2 separate regions of the Mus musculus genome follow, and region 2 is linked to region 1. Evidence: chromatin contacts called from public ChIA-PET data. All regions are on one chromosome and are shown on one strand. The core of a region is the stretch at or near the end of the contact, and the rest is flanking DNA. Distances in the headings are between cores, read along the strand shown. Region 1 overlaps Gm39849 (a long non-coding RNA gene). Region 2 has its middle 61 kb from the start of Gm39850.

Region 1 (5,684 bases), core at 1,903-4,402:
CTCTCCTGATGTACAGAGACAGGACCTCCCTACTGTGAAGGGTTGAAATCAGCGAGGCTGGAGGTATGGGTAGTAGCTTTTGAAGGATTCTGACACATCTGAAGTTTTGACATGCCTACATCCTAAAAGAGAAAGTCTTCATGGGGGAGAATACAGACCATGTTCTCTGACAGATGTGCTGAGGACAAAAAGCTACGGGAGAGTCAAAGAAGCCCGAACAATCAGGACTATAAGTTCTAATCAAAGAGCATAATTAATTAAGACCCGGTTAATTGTCTGCCAGCAGGTCTGGGAACCTGCCTCAGTTGCTTGTTTTAGTCACAGACTATGGAGAACACATACCCTCCTTCATGGCTCATGAGGTCGTTTTAGCTTCTTTTCCTGTTGCTGTGATAAAATACCTTGACAAAAATGACTTTAGGGAGAAAGGTGTTTCAGCTCACAGTGCCAGGGCATGGTCCGTCCTGGCAGCAGGTCAAGGCATAGGAACTTGAAGCAGCTGGGTACCTCACATCCATCGTCAGGGAGTGGAGAGATAGAGCGCTTCCGTTCAACCAGCTTTTCCCTTTTGGAACAGTTTAGAGCCCAAGCTAAGGAAATAGTATGGTCCACTTTCAGTGTCAGTCTTTCCATCCTAATTAACCTAATCAAAACCACCCTTCAAAGGCATGAATAACCACTCACAGATAAGCCTGGAGCTCGTCAGATTGACAATTAACACTAACCCTCACAGTAGCTATGACCTCAGATATATACTTTGTTTGGCTTTGATTTTTTTCTTTTCTTTACTAAGTATGAAGATATGAATACACACGTGGGTTATAACCGCATCCCAACCTCTGATGCAGAGGCTCAAACCCAGGGTTCCAAACATGCTAAGTACCCTCAATGAGCTACATCTCGATGCTATGACTAGAGTTTAGTGTTCATTTAAAAAGCTAAGTTCTTTGTGTGAGAAATGGCTTTCCACTTCAATGAGTAAACACACACATAATAAAAGAATAAGTTGTTTATTATTCATAAAAACACTAAAAAAAAATCAGGGTATAGGTTAAGTCACTGAGTTGAGTTAGGGTGTGAAGGAGCAGGTCACATTCAAGATTCCCTCAGTTCCAATGATTTCAGAAATCTAAACAGAAACTATTATTTGGCAGCTGAAATAATAATGATGATAGTTCATACTTCTTGAGCCTTAGTCATACGCAGACTCTATGTAATGATTTACATGTTATTTCACCTTAACCGGCACAACTACCATGTTCCTTTGTCTTAGTTACTTTTCTATTGCTGAGACAAAACACCAGGACCAAGACAACTTTTATAAAAGAATCCCTTGCAGTTTCAGTGTAAAAGTATCATTTATTTCCTCGAGTGAAATTGTTGTCTGGGAAGAATTACTGCCTCTGTCTGCTAACCTAGTCCTGGAAGCTTCTAGCCGGCCTGTACGATCTAACCTAGACCTAGAATGTTTTCAGCCTCTGAGACTTGGTGCTGAGTAAGCTCATCCCGGCTTCCTAGTTCTTTCTGAGCTGTGACTAGCAAGTCAACGCAGCTGTTCTGGCTCACATTCCTCTCCAAGCTGATTGACACCATCTGGCTTCTCTCCATTGGCCTTTCCTGAATTGCTCTGCTTGGCCTCAAACTAACTCTAGCAATCTGCTCTAATCTTCTGGTTCCTTCTCATTCTCTGGCTCCTTCTGTCACTGCAACCTATCTCTATAACTAGCCCAGTAAAATGCTCTCCTCCCCCCCCCCCACACACACACCGCACTGCTCTCTCTCTCTCTGTTTTTTTCTTTTTCTTAAAAAAAAAGTATTTTTATTTCATTTATATGAGTGTTTGCTTGCTTGGTGGTGCCCACAGGGGCCAGAAGACAGTATGAGATCCTCTAGAACAGGAGTTATAGGTGGGTGTTGGGAATCAAATCCTGGTCCTCTGGAAGAACAGCCAGTACATTTACATGCAGAACCACCTGCCCATGCCCACTCCAAATTTCATGCCACATTCCCATGCTTTACTCCTAATGAATTCTGTAACATTCAGTACAGCTCGCACAATTTACTGTAGCTACACAAAGCAACACCAAAAATTTGCACGGCTCTCTTAAGCAGCCTCCCTTTCCTCTCCTTGTGAGAGTTGGGCACGTCCTATTCTGTCAAATCTTTCTCTGGTTTGTCACTTTGCCTGCCACTCAATTGTACATCACTTTCAAACATGAGTGCTTCCTTCTACAAACTAACTTTACTTTCATTGTTTGGGATTAAAGGTGTGTGCTAAGGCTGAGCCACATCATAACTAGAAACAGCTATTTTTTTTTTTTCTGTAAAAAACAATGTTGGGGTTCACCTTGTGATCAAATATCCTGCAACAGGTTAGAATCCATGATGGTGGAGCAAAGACATAGTGGCAAGTTCACACCTTGATCCCCAGGGAGAGAACTCAGGGAATGCCCTGAGTGTTTTGAAACCTTGAAGCCTGTCCCAGTAACACACCTCCTCCAACCTGGCTAAACTTCCTAATCCTTCCCAAATAGGCCCACCAATAGAGACTAAGTATTTAAATGTATGAATGGCTGGAGGTAATTCTCAGTCAAACTATCCTCCCCCACCCCCACCCCCGTTGTCAATCAAGGAGCAAGACATGAAAGGCACACATGAACCTGGCCTGAGTTACAATACCAGAGAGTAGTGGAACTGGGACCACCTTAATGCAGTTAGTGCCAAACCAGGTCCTTAACTGTTGCACTGTTACACACAGCCCAGCATTGTTGTTTAGGTTTTGATACATGCTAAAGAAAACCATTGTAAGCTTGGACACGGTTCAAAGCTGTTCAACCCAGCTTTACATTTTCTTCAAGGTAGAACACGGTTGTTTGCCTTGGAGTCAAAGAAGGCGTGGTCTGGGTTCTTTAAGATTGAGTGCTTTAAGTCCTTGTCACAGTGACAGGAATTACAACAGGGAAACTCTGAGCTCAGAGAGAGAGAGAGAGAGAGAGAGAGAGAGAGAGAGAGATTTTATTACCCCTAAGAAGTTGTTCAATTCTAAGTGTGGGTGGGATAACTATTTTTAATGACTCATTCCTTCACCCCAAGTGATGTCACTTGTTTGACCTTGTTTACACAGTCTAAGAAGGTCATTCACAGGTCAGCCAATCCTGGCCTGCCACATCCTCAGACAATGAGACTGTGATGGTGAGAGTCGGGGTTTCCCCAGTTATTATCTGGCTTGCTAAATTTGCATTGGTTCTTCCCACTTTTGCCCACAGCACCTCACGTTTCCTGCAAACATAGGCGACTTGGTATGTTTTTCCTCCATGCTAAGCAAAAGCCATGAAGTATGGATTTTCCTTCAGTGACTGCACTAGAGAAACTTCCCTTAAGGGTTCAAGTGAAGCTGGTGGAAGTATTATCCAGTCTATCATCTTCCTGGAAAGGTCTCCACTGATTTTTATTAGACACACGGGCTGAATTCCTTCAGGCATGCTTTTTATTCTGGTCACAAGATTGGATTTGTTTAGTGTTTGATTTTCACGGTCTTTAAAGCATTTGCACGGTAGCAATGGGAAGGTGTGTGAAACCTGACAAAGCATCAGTCTTCACAACGCTGGGATCTACCTGCACCCAGGATTAAGTCTACCTGACCAGGCTAATCAGAGTCTTGGTTGTAACTGCTAAAGTTAAAAAAAAAACAACAGAAAAACTATGTATCTCCCCTCCCCTGAAGGCTCCCCCACCCCCACCCCTCTTTCTGGTTTCCTGACCTCTGTGGGTATTCCAAATGAAATGTATGTGTCTAAAGCGTCAAAGCTAACACCTACAAATGAAAGAAAGCAAGGGACACTTGGCAGGGATACTTAACTCAGAATGATTGTTTCCAGCTGTATCCTTTACCTGTGAGCTTCGAAATTTCATCTTTCTTAATAGCTGAAAAATATTCCAGTGTGTAAATACGCCACATTTTCATTATTCATTCATTGAGACTGTAAGAGCCAGAAGTGGCAGATGAATACAAGGTAACAGTATGGGCAGCTGCACATATGACAGTGACACAATGTTGCTCCTGTTGTGTCTGGAAGACAGTTTTCTTGGAGCCATCCTCCACCTCTGGCTCTTCCAATCTTCCTGCCTCCTTCTCCGCATAGAGTTCTGAGCATCATAGGCAAGTAATTGCAGTGACAATCCCCAGACGACTAAATGCGATGTGAGTCCTGCTTGTCCCCCATAATGCTGTGAAAATGATGAGTTACTGAGTAGAGCACTTGGAGAGACTTGTCATTTCAGTTAATTAGCTACTCACTTTAAAATCAGTTCTTTGAGAAGTTGCATACAATGGGTTTTGATCAGATTCACTTCCCCAGTGACTCCTCCCAAGTTATCCTTACCAAACCAGCTTTGTGTTCTCTTCTCTCCCATTCACCCCATCCAGTTTGTGCTGCCTTTGTTTTCTTAGACACATGCCCTTCCAATGAAGCATGGTTGGCTTATCATAAGCAAGAGACTTTTTCTTTTTATTTACTGCTGAATTCTTCCATATCTTTTTTAATTTATTTTTTCTCATACAATATATTTTGATCGTGTCTTCCTCTCTCCTAGTCCTAGATCTCCCTACCTCCTTACCCATCCACTGAACTTCATGTTCTCTTTCTCCCTCTCTCACAAAACAAATAAAACAGAAATGAAAGTCAAAAACAAGCAAGCAAGCAAACAAACAAACAAACAAACAAAAAAACCAAAAAAACAAAAACACCTTATATAACAAAAACTGTCAAATCGAAACAAAAAGTCTGCAACAAAACAAAAATGGAGGGTTTTTTGTTTGTTTCGCTTGTTTGCTTGTTTGCTTGCTTGGTTTAGACAGGGTCTCTCTACATAGCCTTGGGTGTTCTGGAACTCACTGTATACACCAGGCTGGCCTTGAACTCACAGAGATCTGCCTGCCTCTGCCTCCCAAATGCTGGGATCAAAGACATGCGCCATGATGCCCAGCCTATCACCACTTTGATTCTCCTCCCGTGGAATCAGATCTTGGGCTGGGCTCTACGTACTCACGTTTACACTCCTTCACTCTGTATCGGTTCCAGTTCTGTTATTTTTCATGGAATAAAGCTGAATCCAATCTATTCTCTAAATATTTATTGGGCATCTAGTGAAAGCCGTTGTGGAGAACTAAAAATGGCTTCAAATATTTTAATTTTTTTTTCCATTGAGACACCTCTTTGCTGTTGAATATAGGGTGATTTGGGAAATGCTGTGATCAGTAGACTGAATGTTGCTGTGCTGACTTAAGGACCTCAAGCAACTAACACCCTACTTCCTTCCTCCCAAGACACTGTCCAGGAGCTCTGGGATGCCATATGGGAAGGTCAGCTCTGCTGACCACCATGTTAGAGTGAGGCTGTTGGCAGCCACTGTGGACCACCGCCCCTGCTTCATACATCTCTTATATGGACAGAGCTTAGATGGACACAGCCATGCATGTACCGCATACAAGAATGGAATACGTGATTAGTATATCGGTGAGAGGCTTTTTTTTTTTAATGTCAATTTGTCATAAGTTAAAGTGACCTGAGTAGGGAGCCTCAACTGAAGAGCAGTCCTGATTGGCTTAATGTGGGAGGACCCGCCCCCAGTGTAGGCAGTGCCTTCTGTGGCAGCCTAGATACAAAGCTGGAAGGAGGATTATC
Region 2 (5,684 bases), core at 1,109-3,608, 230 kb before region 1:
CCGCGTCCTCCCCTCCGTCCCTCCCCCACCCCATTTCTCAGAACTCGGCAACAATCAGTCCGTAATTATCCACACACTGCTTGGTTTCACATATTTCTCTATCTACAGTTTCATCTTTTCTTCCCTTTTAAGTTAAAACGTTCCTACAGATTGAGTTCTGCATTAATTATATCATGTGGCGTAACAAATTACCCCCCAAATTTAGCATCTTAAAACAACATTATCTAGCAGTTTCTCTGAGCCCGAAGCTCCAGCGTGGTTGTGCTGCAGCCATGGATGGGCTCGACCGAGCCAGAGGCTCTGCTTCTAGGGCGGGGGTAGGGTCGTCTGCATAGAGACAAATTGAGCCTCCTGGTTAGTTTCTTGCCACCTGGGCTCCAGAGCTCTATTCCAGGAGACACTCAAGTGTGACACGCATCCCGACCAGCCTTGAGAGAGCCCAAGAAAGAACAAGGCAAAGGTTACGCTGTCTTTCATGATGTGTAGGCCTCAAAGTCGCACACCCTTTTCCAACCATCTTGTTGGCTGCACAGCCCTCAGCAGAGGCAGGACCTCCAGCACACAGGAATTACGTGGGGGTCCTCGGAGAGCATAGTCAACTGGACACAGGAACCCAGTCCTTTCTGGATTCTTGTGTTTTCTTTTGCTTTGTTTGTTTTGACAGAGTTTCTCTGTGTACCTCTGGCTGTCTTGGAACTCACTCTGTAGAGTAGGCTGGCTTTCAACTCAGAGATTCACCTGCCTTTGCCTCCCAGTGTCTAAGATTGAAAGTGTGTGTTATCACCGCCTGGATTTTCTTCATTATTTTTTATCATTCATGTCTGAATGAGTATGATCACTTAGAAGAACCTAACTCCATGGTGTTCTATGCCTGCCATTCCATCACTCCAGAGACTGTGACCACAGGAGTTCAAGACCAGTGTGTCTATGCAGTGAAAGTGTTTCTCAGCAAACAAACACTTCTGTGGAAATACTGTAGTAAGCCAAGATGCGGGTGGTTTGGTAGATGTGAGCGCAGGGTCGTGGAGCCGCGTTCCTGGCAGGCATCTCCAAGGTAGATTTTAGCATGTGAGCTCATTGACTGTCCTGAAGAGGAGCCCTCTGGATCATTCCTGCTTGTTAGGATGTCAGCCTGGGACTGGCATCACAGATTGACAGAATAACAAAGTCCTCTGCAGCCCTGAGGGACACTCTGAAACTGGAATGACTTCTCGGTTTACAACATGGGAGTTGCGACACTATAAATCAAGTCTTTTAAGCCTTGATTTAATTCTCAAGTTGGTTATTAATCATTTGCCAGCACACCAGTGATCTACTGAACGCCTGTCTTGAAGACGCGGAATGGAATATTTTCAAATATTAAATTTCTGAGAAATCCTACAATAAAGAACTTTGGGCGACTTTCTAAAATAAGCATTTCCCAAACATGACATGAACGCAAATCCCTGCCCAGAGACTGAAATCTACGAGAAACTAATATTTGATTGGAAGTGCCTTTCAACAGACTAATGGGGGATAGACCATAGGCAGCTCCTTGTTAAGGAGAATTTTCTCATCTACCCCACGGTTATGCCCAACTTCTGGGATCCCCTCCTATTCTCCCTTTCAGCACATATAGGTACTAATCAGATGCCCCCAAATCCCTGCCCATGACTCTTGCCAGGTCTGGGACCCTGGCTTGCCTCTTGAAATCTATTCAAGTCCAAGGGGGGTCTGGCTTTGGGTGAATAACCCCCTCTCCAGACCCAGGCCATACTGCTTGCTCTCCCTCAGGCCAGTGTCACCCATCCGGCCTGACCTTACATTGCAACCCTGGTCTAGGTGACCTTGCTGACTCTTTCCCCATCTCCCTGGCATTTGCCTTAGAGGCCAGCCTGAGGCTCTGCTGAACCACAGCCTCCACTCCTGTCCTCCCCACTTCCTGACCCTCCCTCCCCTTCCCTGCTTCCCTCACCTTCTTTCATCTCTCCTTTCCTTTCCTCCTCAAACTCTTTTTCCTGAATTCCTCCGAGGACTTGGGTTTGGGTGACAGAAGCCAGGGGCGAGGGTTTGCTTTGTCTCCCGCCCCTAGCAGTGCTCACTGCGCTTCTTCTTGCTTACGTGGAGAAACACACCGAGAGAGAGGTGGCGTGGTCACATCTGAAAATGCCAGTCACCCATCCTACCAACGGAATCATTTTGTGGTCCATAGTCAAATAGTTCTGCAAATGGCTTCCTAACGGCCTACTGAGAAGCCAGGTGAATGTCAAGAGGGTGGCCTTACAGCCTATAGTCTGGTGACAGAAAGGAGGACAGTGGGAGACCCTTTCGTCTGCACATTCCTATCTGCCCCACTGGAGGATGGGCGCAGGAGGCCTGGGCACAAAAGGCCTGGGCACAGCTGCTGGAAACCTCTGGGCCTGGAGTGAGAGCCTGCGGGCTTGTGGGAGGAGATGTTGCTATTTTTGGTGGCGGTTTGAACACTTTTTAAGTGAGATTGCCGGGCTCTCCACCCATTGCACTTGTTTTCTACCAGGCACCACTTTCTTGGGGCTCTTTTGAAAAACATTCAGCTCCCTACTGTGCGAGCACAAGGCTCTGAAAGCATCTTAAAGCCCATCAAAAACTTAATGCGTTGACTTTGAAGTGGGACCCAAATGCAAGGACTCCACCAGAATAAAATATCTCCCAAACCAGTTAAATAGGCTCGGCTTAATAGCCAGCCATTTCTAAATTGTTTCTTTTATATAGTGTAGCATTTACATTGGTGGTAACCATGGTAACAGATCCTAAGGACCTCCATAAGATCAGCACATTACCAGGTGCTAATTGTAAATAAGGAGACAAATAAATAGCTTATAATTTAAATGGCAGTACTTAAGAGTCCTTAGATTCTTTTTTTTTTTTTAAGATTTATTTATTCATTATATGTAATTGCACTGTAGCTGTCTTCAGACACTCCAGAAGAGGGAGTCAGATCTCGTTACAGATGGTTGTGAGCCACCATGTGGTTGCTGGGATTTGAACTCTGGACCTTTGGAAGAGCAGTCGGGTGCTCTTACCCACTGAGCCATCTCACCAGCCCTGAGTCCTTAGATTCTTAGGCTGGTCTGTACCCTCTGGCAAAATAGTGTCCTCTCATCCATACTAGCCATTTTGGCCTGTAAAGGAGACTTGTTAGTCAACATGTTATCCGTCTACTGATGAATTTAGAAGAGTAGAAAATGATAAGGCCATATACACTCTGATAAACAGAATATCCATGACAGTCACTGAAATACAGACTATCTATGTCTGATGGGGATTGGTTCTAAGGAGCCTTGTGGACACCAAGACCCATGTGTACTCAGACCCCTCGGATAAAATGACAGGAATCTGCATATACCCTGCACTTACCCTCCTGTGTATTTTAAATCATCTCTAGATTACTAGTGTCTAATATTATGCAAACACTATTGTGCTGTGTAGGGTCCACACAAGGGAGAAGCCATCTATGTGCAGTACAGAGCTAGTTTCTTACCACTAACTGCGGCCATGGATGCAGATCCCACAGCTACTGAGGACAGCTGCACAGATGTAAGGTCCCAGACCGCACTTGACCATCTTTTCACTTCTCCCTTAGGAGCCTACTTCCCTAACACTGATAGGTGGCAGTTGTCATATCTGGACTGTGTGGTCCTGGCCAGGCACTTTTTCTACCTGCTGTTCCCTTGATGCTGTTGGCATTTCTATATCATTTTTATGTTTATTCTATCCCAGTTAACTTCGTCCCAAGTGCAGACCATACATGTTGAACATGACTGCCACATTATTCTTCTAGAGATGTGGGCACAGAATGCAAAGCAGTGTGAAGGGTTATTTTTTTTTTCTTCTTCCCCTTTTTGTTTCATCTCTGAACATCTGGCTGGAGAAGTATTATCTGGAAAGCGTTAGTTTTCACTCTCTTTCAGTCACGGCGTGTCAAATGTGTTAGAAATGTCTAAGGACAAAAATGTGTCGATTCCTTGTTATTTTCCATCCATCCATCCATCATCCATCCATCCATCCATCCATCCATCCAGTCATCTATCCATCCATCCACCCATCCACACATCCATCTATCCATCCATCCATATATCCATCCATCCATCCATCCATGCATCCAGTCCATCTATCCATCCATCCATATATCCATCCATCCATCCATCCATCCATCCAATCATTTATTTCCCTCATGCTTATCAAATTCTCTTGGTTCAGTTCATGTGCAGGATGCTAGATAAAAGAACATAAGCTGGCAACATATTTCTGCTGAGCTCATAAAAAGAGGCACAAACTGTAAACCCTGATCAGAGTCTAGCACAGCATAGGTCAGCCTCTCCTAGCTTAGGCCAGACAGGAGAATTCCAGTGCAGAGATAAAAATGAATAGGAAGGCAGAGAACAGCCTGTTACAGGCCACCTGACTGACATAACCACAGAGCAGATCAGTCAGCTCCTGTACCCAGGATGGCACTCTGAAAATGCCCTGCCTAACCATCTTGTTGTCCCAGAATCCCTGTGATGTTCACATGGTGTTCAGTCCTTGTAGTGGAGAGTAAGAGGGAAGGGTGAAGGAATCCTGGCAGTTCCTGCCTCGTGCAGCCTGGGGAAGGAAACTTCTATTTCTGACCCTCAATTGCTTGATCCAGGGGATCTCAACACTGTCAGCGTTGCTGTGAGGCATAGAATAGTGAGTGGATGGAATGGCCTGCTGCTGCTCACTCCAACTAAGCTCCGTGAGCTTAATTAGGGGACAACTGACCCCAAACCATGGAACCTTACAGCTGACCACATAAGACTCCCTGGAAAGGATAGATTTGAGCAGAGATTAGAAGAAGCCCAGAAGTACCAGGGAAGGGAGAGAGAGGAAGCCTCAAGGAAACAGAACAGACTGTGTGAGGACCTCGGGCAGGAGCAAGCCCTATTGTGCTAGGGACCGCAGGTCTGGCTTGAGGGAGCATGAAGGTCTATCTCACAGAGAAATACCAGCCAAGGAGTTGCAACTGAATCACAGGGCAATGCATACTCTCCACCTAGGGTTTTTTAAAAAATGGGGAAAGCAAGAGAACCTTAAAAAATAAAAGTTGTGCTTAGTTTTTTTTTTTTAATTGGCTTGCTCTTTTTACTTAAATGTATTACAAGGAATTTTCTACTCCAGCCACGGATGGGAAGCTCAAAGTGCCAGATGTGGTGTGGAATACAGACTTTTGTCTTATTTAGGCAGATGATAAAGTATGATGCTCTCCCTACATCAGAGAACACCCCTGCAGGGCAAGAGAATGAATGAACGCTCTCAGAGGCCGACATGAATATTGATGCCAAACAGGATAAAGAGTACATATGGTTTGCTCAAACTTACACAAACCCTTTCTTTTGCGGGCTTCTTTGGTGTTCCATCTGCGTGTAGAATCACTTACAAGAACTAGAAGGTGACAGAAACTGTGTTCATTGGACACCCTCCCAAGGTATCTTCAGAGCCCGGCCGCTCCCTGCCATGGTCATGCTGCAGAAGTGTTCTGTGCTGCCAGAGTATCACCCAGGCCTTCAGCGAGGCCTCAGCGCCTTGGCTAGCAGTGCAAACGAGGGAGAAAATAGTTGTGGGGTATACAAGAAGTCTATGGGATGTTCTTGCAAATTTCTGTTAAGTCTAACCCTATTCTAAAATTAAACAACAACAAAAGACAG

Evidence for each region. ChIA-PET counts read pairs in DNA pulled down with a chosen protein or histone mark.
Region 2: an RNA polymerase II ChIA-PET map of memory CD8 T cells shows a contact between it and region 1, with 14 read pairs. The contact joins two enhancer-like sites. A contact is called at or near these places in 3 of 484 Hi-C or Micro-C datasets (double positive thymocytes, group 2 innate lymphoid cells and myeloid progenitors), 2 of 115 datasets of contacts at active chromatin or transcription factors (embryonic stem cells and memory CD8 T cells) and 1 of 9 other capture datasets (embryonic stem cells).

What each region holds. Positions count from the first base shown.
Region 1 is chr2:72,835,764-72,841,447 of GRCm38.p6, reverse strand. Gm39849 (a long non-coding RNA gene) reads left to right here. Exons shown (of 3, transcript XR_866425.2): 2 at 5,327-5,516. Among named protein-coding and RNA genes, the nearest start is that of Gm39849, 23 kb to the left of the region's middle. Within about 2 kb of position 3,152, at least 81 of the 459 cell types and tissues checked have an H3K27ac peak or open chromatin away from gene starts, as enhancers often do. A contact at or near this core is called in memory CD8 T cells, where this site is marked.
Region 2 is chr2:73,067,540-73,073,223 of GRCm38.p6, reverse strand. No RefSeq gene overlaps it. Among named protein-coding and RNA genes, the nearest start is that of Gm39850, 61 kb to the right of the region's middle. Within about 2 kb of position 2,358, at least 20 of the 459 cell types and tissues checked have an H3K27ac peak or open chromatin away from gene starts, as enhancers often do. A contact at or near this core is called in memory CD8 T cells, where this site is marked.